3 separate regions of the Triticum aestivum genome follow, and regions 1 and 2 are each linked to region 3. The links are chromatin contacts, called in public Hi-C maps. All regions are on one chromosome and are shown on one strand. The core of a region is the stretch at or near the end of the contact, and the rest is flanking DNA. Distances in the headings are between cores, read along the strand shown.

What was found. A called contact is a pair of places that touch in the nucleus more often than the background predicts.
Region 1: a Hi-C map of leaf shows a contact between it and region 3, with 9 times the contacts expected there. The contact joins the promoter of LOC123085418 here to the enhancer-like site in region 3. A contact is called at or near these places in 3 of 5 Hi-C or Micro-C datasets (leaf and an unstated tissue) and 1 of 1 datasets of contacts at active chromatin or transcription factors (leaf).
Region 2: a Hi-C map of leaf shows a contact between it and region 3, with 6 times the contacts expected there. The contact joins two enhancer-like sites. A contact is called at or near these places in 2 of 5 Hi-C or Micro-C datasets (both in leaf).

The regions. Positions count from the first base shown.
Region 1 is chr4A:103,033,303-103,036,285 of IWGSC CS RefSeq v2.1, forward strand. It overlaps LOC123085418 (AT-hook motif nuclear-localized protein 19), which reads left to right and starts at 1,420. Exons shown (of 1, transcript XM_044507048.1): 1 at 1,420-2,851. The coding sequence starts at 1,791. The coding sequence ends at 2,561.
Region 2 is chr4A:102,959,077-102,961,828 of IWGSC CS RefSeq v2.1, forward strand. No RefSeq gene overlaps it. Among protein-coding and RNA genes, the nearest start is that of LOC123085418, 74 kb to the right of the region's middle. Within about 2 kb of position 1,350, at least 3 of the 8 cell types and tissues checked have an H3K27ac peak or open chromatin away from gene starts, as enhancers often do. A contact at or near this core is called in leaf, where this site is marked.
Region 3 is chr4A:102,829,283-102,832,443 of IWGSC CS RefSeq v2.1, forward strand. No RefSeq gene overlaps it. Among protein-coding and RNA genes, the nearest start is that of LOC123085417, 29 kb to the left of the region's middle. Within about 2 kb of position 1,664, at least 2 of the 8 cell types and tissues checked have an H3K27ac peak or open chromatin away from gene starts, as enhancers often do. A contact at or near this core is called in leaf, where this site is marked.

The sequences.
Region 1 (2,983 bases), core at 170-2,669, 200 kb after region 3:
CACAACGCCACCGCTCCTGCCAACGAGGTCATGGATCCCCTACTCCTCTGCATTCTGCTATGTTAGCGGGAGAGAGTGGGGACCTCAGATTTGCATTGTGGCACTATAGTTGGATTTCTTAGGATTAGAATTTCTTTCCCCAACACCATCGTTGTGGTGGTGACGGTGGCATCTTGGACAAGGTTCCCGACTCCTGGTGCATCTTGCAGACGGCAGTCTCATCGGTGTCGTAGAGGAGGGGAGGGGAATCGTCTGGTTGTTGTTCTTCAAGAGTGGTGGATCTGGTTGAGCCATATTATGTAGGTGGCCTTCGAGGATGTCTTCTGGTGGAGTGGACGGTGTCGTTTCTTGTATTAATCATGTGGCTCCTTCTCCGGCTGGCGACATTCGGACATTCAATTGTATTTCGAAGGTCCAGATGCGAAGGTGGTTGCGTGCCGCCTGCGAGTGCAGGAGGAAGACAGCGTTGATTTCTGCAAGGATTGGTATGTAATTTTTAGTTTTTGTAATGATGGTCTTATAAGGAAGCGATTCAGTGCCCATATGCATATGCACATGGGCGTGGACAGTAATTGTCTAAAATAGCAATAAAATCCAAAAAAACTGAAATTTGTTGGCATCCAAGATGCTTAAACGTGTGATGTGCATGCAAAAATTTATCATGTTTGGACATTCAGCGTGATCGTGATAAAAAAGACAAAAAAAATGGCTGGGAAAGAAACTTTAAAAAAGTACATTGTTTGGGCCCAATTTGTCTTTTTTGCCTATAGATCCTCGAATGCCGAAACATCATGAAAATTTACACGCTCCTTGCACACTCGATCATCGTCGATGCCTAAAAAATTCTGATTTTTTTGAATTTTGTTAGTATTTTTATGAATTTGCTGTTCATCAGGTGTAGATGAGCCCGGGCTCAGACTTGAATTACCAGTCTTATAAGGACTAGTCGATTCTAATATATGGCGTTTGCTATTTTCACAAGAGAGGTGTGATTTTCAAATTGAGCACATGCATGTAAAGTCGTATGTGTTGAACTTGAACACATCCTGCACACCAAAAAGCGGGAATCAACCATGGGTTGGCAGGGCAGGCAAAGAGGGAAGGGTCATTATGGACTCCGTCGTCTTCGTCATGGCATTCAAAAGAGGCACGTGCTTAAACAGCTCCGTGCTTCCGAAGGCCTCTCGGCGCGCAGCTGTTCCGTTTTCGTCCATTTGCACGACATTTTTTCAAAGCCCACCTGACCCGATCAGAAGGCCATGCCTCCCTCTCCTAAACACTGCTTAACGTGCGTACGCATGTGGCCACTGCCCACTGGCCGGGTCACACTAACTAACCGCGACGTACTACCAGTGCCGTTACATTTGCCACAGGGCCGTACCTTGCATATATACTGCCTCGGTACCCAGTCGGGAGCCAAGCGATGAGCGTCCCGTTTGATCGTAGCAGAGTGGTTTCGATTGTGCGAGTGCGACTACGACTGCTACCCCGCGCCCGCGCCGACGAGAGCGGAGAAGCGAAGCGAATTTCTAGAAGGAGCCGTAAATAAATACTCCTCCTCCTAGCCGGTGAGAGCAACGCCAACGCCCATAGTTCCGTCCCATACCATACAACCACTCGCTAGCAACCAGAAACTCACTGCCGCCGCCGCCGCCGCTTGCATTGGAGAAGCTCTTGCAGGAGCCTAAGGCTGTGTGTGCCATCTTCGTTCCTCGGCGACGACCGCGAAAATTGTAGGGCTGGCAGATTGGTGGCCGGCCGGCGCGGCGGCCGAAGCCCAAGCCGAGGAGATGGGGAGCATGGACGGCCACCCGCTCCAGGGCAACCACGCCTACGCCCACGTCCCTGCCGGCAGCAACAACGACGAGGACGACGCGTCGCCGCCGCCCTCGGCCGGCGGGGGCTCCTCGGGGTCGGGCCGCCGGCCGCGCGGCAGGCCCCCGGGGTCCAAGAACAAGCCCAAGCCGCCCGTGGTGGTGACGCGGGAGAGCCCCAACGCGATGCGCTCCCACGTGCTGGAGATCGCCAGCGGGGCCGACATCGTGGAGGCCATCGCGGCCTTCTCCCGCCGCAGGCAGCGCGGCGTCTCCGTCCTCAGCGGGAGCGGCGCCGTCACCAACGTCACGCTGCGCCAGCCCGCGGGGACCGGGGCGGCCGCCGTCGCCCTAAGGGGGCGCTTCGAGATACTCTCCCTGTCCGGCGCCTTCCTCCCGGCGCCGGCGCCGCCCGGGGCGACGGGGCTCGCCGTCTACCTCGCCGGCGGGCAGGGGCAGGTGGTCGGGGGCAGCGTGATGGGGGAGCTTCTCGCGTCCGGCCCCGTCATGGTGATCGCGGCCACGTTCGGCAACGCCACGTACGAGAGGCTGCCGCTGGATCAAGACGCCGAGGAGGGCGCCGTGCTGTCCGGGTCGGAGGGCGCCGCCACGCAGCTGGAGCAGCAGGGCAGCGGGGGCGCCGCCGTGCCCCCGCCGATGTACGCGGTGCCGCAGACGCCGCCTAGCGACGTGTTCGGGCAGTGGGGGCAGGCGGCCGTGGCGCGGCCTCCGCCGACGTCATTCTAGCGCTGCACCGGCGAGGTGAATCGCGCGCGCGGTTCCTCTACCTAGCTAGTTTAGCTTTCTGCTTCCTCCCTAGTTGTTTGCCTAGCTTCCATTATCTTGTTAATTAATGTGCTATGTCATGCATGGGTACTTGTATGATATTTTTTTTCCCTTTTTTGTTTTCATTCCTCTTCCGTCTTTGAAGCTTGGGAATGTGAAATTCCTACAGGTATCAACAACCCAACGAACAATGGTTGCTCGTCAATTAGCTTCTTATAATTTCCAATGATCAATTGGTGTTCGCCTCCTAATTTCCAATGATCGATTCTTATAATGCATTTAACTACTATAGATAGCATGTACAGTCCAGTTTCATAAGATCCAAGCTTCTTGAGGTATGTACGGCCATGCATGCTTGTATGGTTGTATGCTTGGTTTGGGAT
Region 2 (2,752 bases), core at 100-2,599, 130 kb after region 3:
CTCTGTCACAGATGGTTCTCCAGCTTCGGATGCTCCTTTTTACCGGTCGGTTGTTGGTGCTCTTCAGTACCTCACCCTCACTCGCTCGGAGCTTCAGTACGACGTGTAGCAGGTGTGCCTCCATATGCATGCTCCTCGAGATGCCCACTGGACCTTGGTGAAGCGTATTCTTCGCTATATCCGCGACACTATGGGTCTCGGATTGACACTTCGGGCTTCGCCTTCTCTCGACCTGACTGCATACTCTGATGCTAACTGGGCCGGCTATCCTGATACGCGCCGTTCAACCTCTGGATATTGCGTCTATCTTGGACCACCACTCATCTCCTGGTTGTCCAAGCGCCAGCCTATGGTCTCTCGCTCCAGTGCTGAAGCAGAGTACCGCGCGGTTGCTAACGTCGTTGCAGAGTGTTATTGGCTTCGTCAGCTTCTTCACGAGCTCTTGTCCCCGGTTGACAAGGCCACCATTGTCTATTGTGACAACGTCTCCGCTGTCTACCTCTCCGCCAACCCGGTTCATCATCGACGCACCAAGCACATTGAGATTGACATCCATTTTGTTCGGGAGCAGGTGGCTCTTGGCCATGTACACGTGTTACATGTCCCCACTTCCCAACAGTTTGCTGACATCATGACCAAGGGCTTGCCTACTGCGTCCTTCGAGGAGTTTCGATCCAGTCTTTGCGTCGACCATGGTGCCGCTTCGACTGTGGGGGATGTTGAGATGTGATATTGCATGTGTATTTCTTGTACAACAAACCCTCCTTCTTTCTTATATAGTTGAAGACATGGCTCTCCTATGTACTTATATATACGTGCATATGCATCCAATCAATATATCATGAGTTGCACATATCTTCTACGGCAAGGAAAAGAGACACCTGTAAACGGCATCTCCATATTGTAGCCACTCGCCAATGTTAGGCTGTCCCGGTACCTTATTTGTATTTGGTGCCTTAATACTTTCCTTGGTCTCTCTGTCTTGTTTGTTCTGGTCTCTCTTTATAATGCCGTCGGAATGCAACCTGATCTGCTCGTGCTCTAATGGAGCACTACACGTTACACCGCCCCATCACACGGATCCATCATTTCTAGCTTAGCTGGTGGTTAAGAAAACAAGAGCGGCCCCGGCCCCATGGCTCGTGGACGATGTCGACTTGTATGAGTAGTTGTGCGCGCGCGATTCTTTCTCACCCTCCAAAATCAAACCCTTGATTACGGAGCAGCGAGTCAATGTCGAGACGTCACGTCAATGGGTGCCGATTTCTAAAGGGGGCGTCAGGATAGGGATCAGGTGCATGCAATGCGTTGCACTTGGCCCATTATTTCCGACTGCGGCCACACAGGTCGCCTCGCTTCCGTCGCTGTCGCCGATCGCAACGCTCCAACCATCGGAGTTTGGCCATGCCATGTACGTGCGACACCAACACGAAACCTAGCGGCCCTACCGTCATACCAACCCTAAGGCGGTAGGCCCTCGCTCGGTCGCTGGCCGCCTGCAGCGGCCTCGCTGCTGCCTCTGCTGGGAAATGTAGTGCTTGTTCATTTGTGGTAAAAGCAGCAACATCAGCGTCCGTGCTGATAGTACATAGTAGTACTCCGTATATGCGAGAGCAACTCTCTAGAAGAACTATCCATTTGGTGCGATACTCTGATGTAACCTGGGATTGGGTGTTCGATTTAAATAAGCTGACTGATTTCAATTCAAACCGGCTGGATTAATTACCTAACCAAATGGATGGCTGAAGTGTAGATGGAGCAGGATGACCGGTCAGTGTGTCTGTCCATCCCCAGTCATCTATTGCTTCAGCTGGTCTTTAAAAACGATGAACGACAAGAACAGGTGTGGCTGGCATTGGCAACACATAATAATAATAACGTCAAGGCAAACATGCACGTATGGCAGCAGCCAGAAGGCACTACTCTGTGCGTGTCCCCAGGGACGCAGTCCCTATCTTGTAAACATTAATTTTGGGCTTCTCTTGCCGGAAAGCGAGCTTTGTGGAACTGTTCCTGATTAAATGCCACAGGAAAATAACCAAGATAATAATATGGCCCTGTATATATTCATACAAAACAAAACACTAGAAGACATACTTGTAACTTGTAAGCTGCAGGTAGTATAAGCGTTCAGAGAAACTAGCTGCTTCTAAAGTGCAAGTTTTGCTTGCCCACAACACTCGTTCAGAAAGAGCATGGGTAGATGGAGGCATGGAGCCGCACCTTGCACGAATTGTGCCTAAAATAACCAATTTTCATTGGCTTAACCACATTTTATTTCGCTCCTTATATAATACTAGTACAAATGTCCGTGCGTTTCAATGGGCGAAAAATTTAAACATGGTCTAAATGGCATTACACAACACTTCTTATATCCAACTTTGGCTGATACCATCACACCGAATAGACGCGACGGTGCTCTTCTCCAAGTTTGTCAACAGGCCAGTAACCTCCCCAAAATTAGCTAGGATGGAAGTGAGCTGAGAGCTTCCCGGCCAAGCGCTCGACCTTCCCCATGCGCTACCTTGGCCTTCCGCTGTCGGTTTACCGACTCAGGAAGATTGACCTACAACACCTAGTGGACAAGGCCGCAGGAAAGGTTGTGCCTTGGCAATGCCGATTTATTACAGCGATTGGGCGCACGGAGCTGGTTAAATCTGTCCTCGTGTCCCAGGCAACCTTTCATGCTACTGCAGTTAAGCTACCAGAGAACACAATCGGCGCCCTCAAGAAGATTCAGAGGGCTTTTCTA
Region 3 (3,161 bases), core at 414-2,913:
CTTTGGGTCAAAGTAATCTCTCATGAACTTCGCATGACCCACTGCTCTATCATGGTTGATGTGTATGCAGCCAAACTGTGATCCTCTCCTCGGCCGCCGAACATCATCATTGAAAATCATGCCTAAAACGGTGTCAAAGTCATCGTCTTCTTCTTCCTCTTCGGATGACAACGAGTCCTCCAAAGCCATCTCCCTCAACCTCTTCATCTACAATTTAAACGGCTAGGTTCAATCCAAATGACTTGGTTCACAAAGAAACGATAAAAAAAACCACCTAGCCAATTCTTCGAACACTTGCGGTGCGGTGGTGGTGCATCGGCCGACCGGTGTCGTTTTAACCAAACAGATCGGTGGGGACAAGAGGGAATGACCTTCTGCGGTGTGCAATCAACGTGAGATGCGGCAGCCGACAAAAAAAGAAGAAGAAAAGAAGCAATCCGACGAATCAACAACAATGGCGACGGTTCACCTGATTCCGGCGACGGCGACATGGGTCGAACGGTCTCGACGTCGGGAAAAGGGCGGCGGAGGGTGGGGGAGGCAACGAGGTAGCGGTTGGGCTGGCGGGGGTCGCCAGGAGTAGTGCTGGCGAAAGTGCAGGGACGGGGGCGACACGAGGGAGAGGCACGGCTTTTACTCAGCTGCCGAGCGGTGGAGTAAATTTAAGAAAAAGTTTGGGGATAGAGTAAAAACTTTACTCACTTACGACAAATAAGGGGTCGGCTAGGTGCCGCTTAAAGGAGTAAAACATAAATTTTACTCCTCTAACGGGTTATAAGGGATTGGTTAGGAATATCCTGAGAGTCTGAACCTATGAATATTCAAAGATATAGTTTCTGACCTGAAATGATGTTTGTATCTTCCTTTCTATATGGAAAATGTCATGCTACTAGCCAGTAGCCACCTGGGCAATTTGGAGCACCAGAAACGATCAGATCTTCAAAGGAATCCAGCAAAAATATATATACTAGCTCAGGAAAAAATTCAAAGAAGAAATGTGTCTCCTTGTGCACAGAGCAAAAGGAAAACCTACGGGGACTTGCATTGGAATCATAGATAGAAACTTTCATTTACCTTGTTGTGCGTGGGCTTATGACCTTGCATTAGTCTTTTCCTTTAGCCAGCACTTTATGAAGAAGAAAATAGGCAGTAGGATGACCTACTGTCTTGCCTGAAAAAAAGAATGACCGGTCTGTTCAGGGAGCAGTTTGACAAAGACCTTGCAGAGGCCGCGGCTGACACCTTCATTTTTCTAGCAAAGCAAACCATCCGGCTCAAAACTTTTCTTGACAGTGTGCAAAACCGTCCCAGCTTTTGACAGTGTGTTACCGTGGCTTGATATATGACCACAGCCAGTAGCCACTTGTGGCTGTTCCTGATAGAGAGAAATCGAAACGAAAACGGAAGAGCTCAAAGCGCACAGACTAGAACAATGGACAGGTGCGATGCAGGAAGGAACAACCCGACAACGCATTTCAACGTTGCAATCCCCTTCACTTTCATAGAGATAGAGATAGAGATGGAGCCATCCAACTGCAAGTGGGGAGCAGCGGAGAAGAAGAAAGTCAAAGACACCAACTTCGATCGATCCATTTCCGTTCCATTGCGTGGCTCACGTTCGCTCAGGGCATTATCCCACGAGCTACCTGTCGTTGGCGGTGCTGACATGGCTGATCTGCCCTCTGCTGATATCTGTTTTCTAAAAGGATGTCAACCAAGGTTACCAAGGCAGAGCCAATCCTGGCCACAAGCTCTTCGGCGCCGCCAGTAATCTATATATATCCAGGCATATACGTACATGTGATAATGCGATTATTTATACACGGTCGGGCTGTAGTAGACGCTCCAAATTCAACGCCCGCTTCAGAACCGAGACGTGATCGGACCGTGCTCCGCTCTGGCTTCTCCGGATATTTGTCTCGGAGCCGCGCCGTCGGCTAAAAATATAAGACCTATCTGAAGCTAGGATTGCAACAGGAGTGCCAGTTTCCATTGTGGCTGCCTGTTTGTCGTTCATTGGGTGAGGTCAGATACCACGCTGAGTGGCCGCTCCAAGTCAAAGACTCCACGTCCGTATGAAAATCTGTTCAAATTTTGTTTAATGCATGACATGAAATGGTCCATACGGTGCAGCCTCGAATGCATGTGGGCAGGCAGACAGACAGAGACAGGGACTTGATTTCATCTTTACGTACGCGCGGTTGGATGATCTGACTTGAGTTGCTTGCATAGTTTGATGGATTAGATAGAGTAGGTTGGGCGGGAGTCTGCCGGCCGGTTGCAGTGGTCGCGTTCACGTCGGGGCCGGTAGGGTAACTTGAGGTGCAATCATATACTACGTCTGCCGCTGCACAACACACATTCATACGGCGGCAGGCAAATTAAGGCACGGGTCGGGGGCCGTGGCGAACCGGCAGCTCAAAGCTGGAGTATCTATATGTGCTTTGCGGCGGGGCGCCTCCGTCTCCGAGCAACACACACGCGTAAGGTTCTTTCTATTGCTCCGTCGGCAATGCGTTCGTCAAACTGCCTCGTGGTCTGGCCGCAAAGGTTTACTTCATTTGCAAGGGAAGCAACCAGACCGCTCTTTCGGCGTAGTAGATTGGCATGCAGGTTTGACAAGCCAAGGCGACAGCGGGGATGTCGGTGCGTTTTTTGGGGAATGTTTGAGGTCCCCCTCCGGCGCTCACGGTTCCATTCCACGTGGGTACTTAGTCAAGGGATGTAGTAGCAGACACCATGATTAAGAACTAAGTTTACGACTGATTCTTATACCTCATTAGAGCATTCACAGCCGGGCATCCCAAACCCGCCTCAAACACCTAAGCGGACGGCCTGATCATAAAAAAGTGACTCAGGTAGGCACGTCAAACGGGTCTCAAATGCTCGAGCTGACTGACACTGCTTATATCAGGCACTCAGATCCTCCAGGGCAGGATTATCGCGGACCTCCTGGGAGCCTTCCAATTTCCCTTTCCCCATCACCGGTCCGCCGTATTACGAGTCCTGCCGGGACCGATGTGCCCGCAGTTGGAAGAAGAGGATGAGGGCCGCTGACGCCCGACTTACTGCCGACATCAAGGCGGTTGATCCGGCGGTGCGCGCTGCCGCCGAGGAGGAAGCCATCCATGCCCGCATGGTAAAGAAGAGGCATTGGAGGA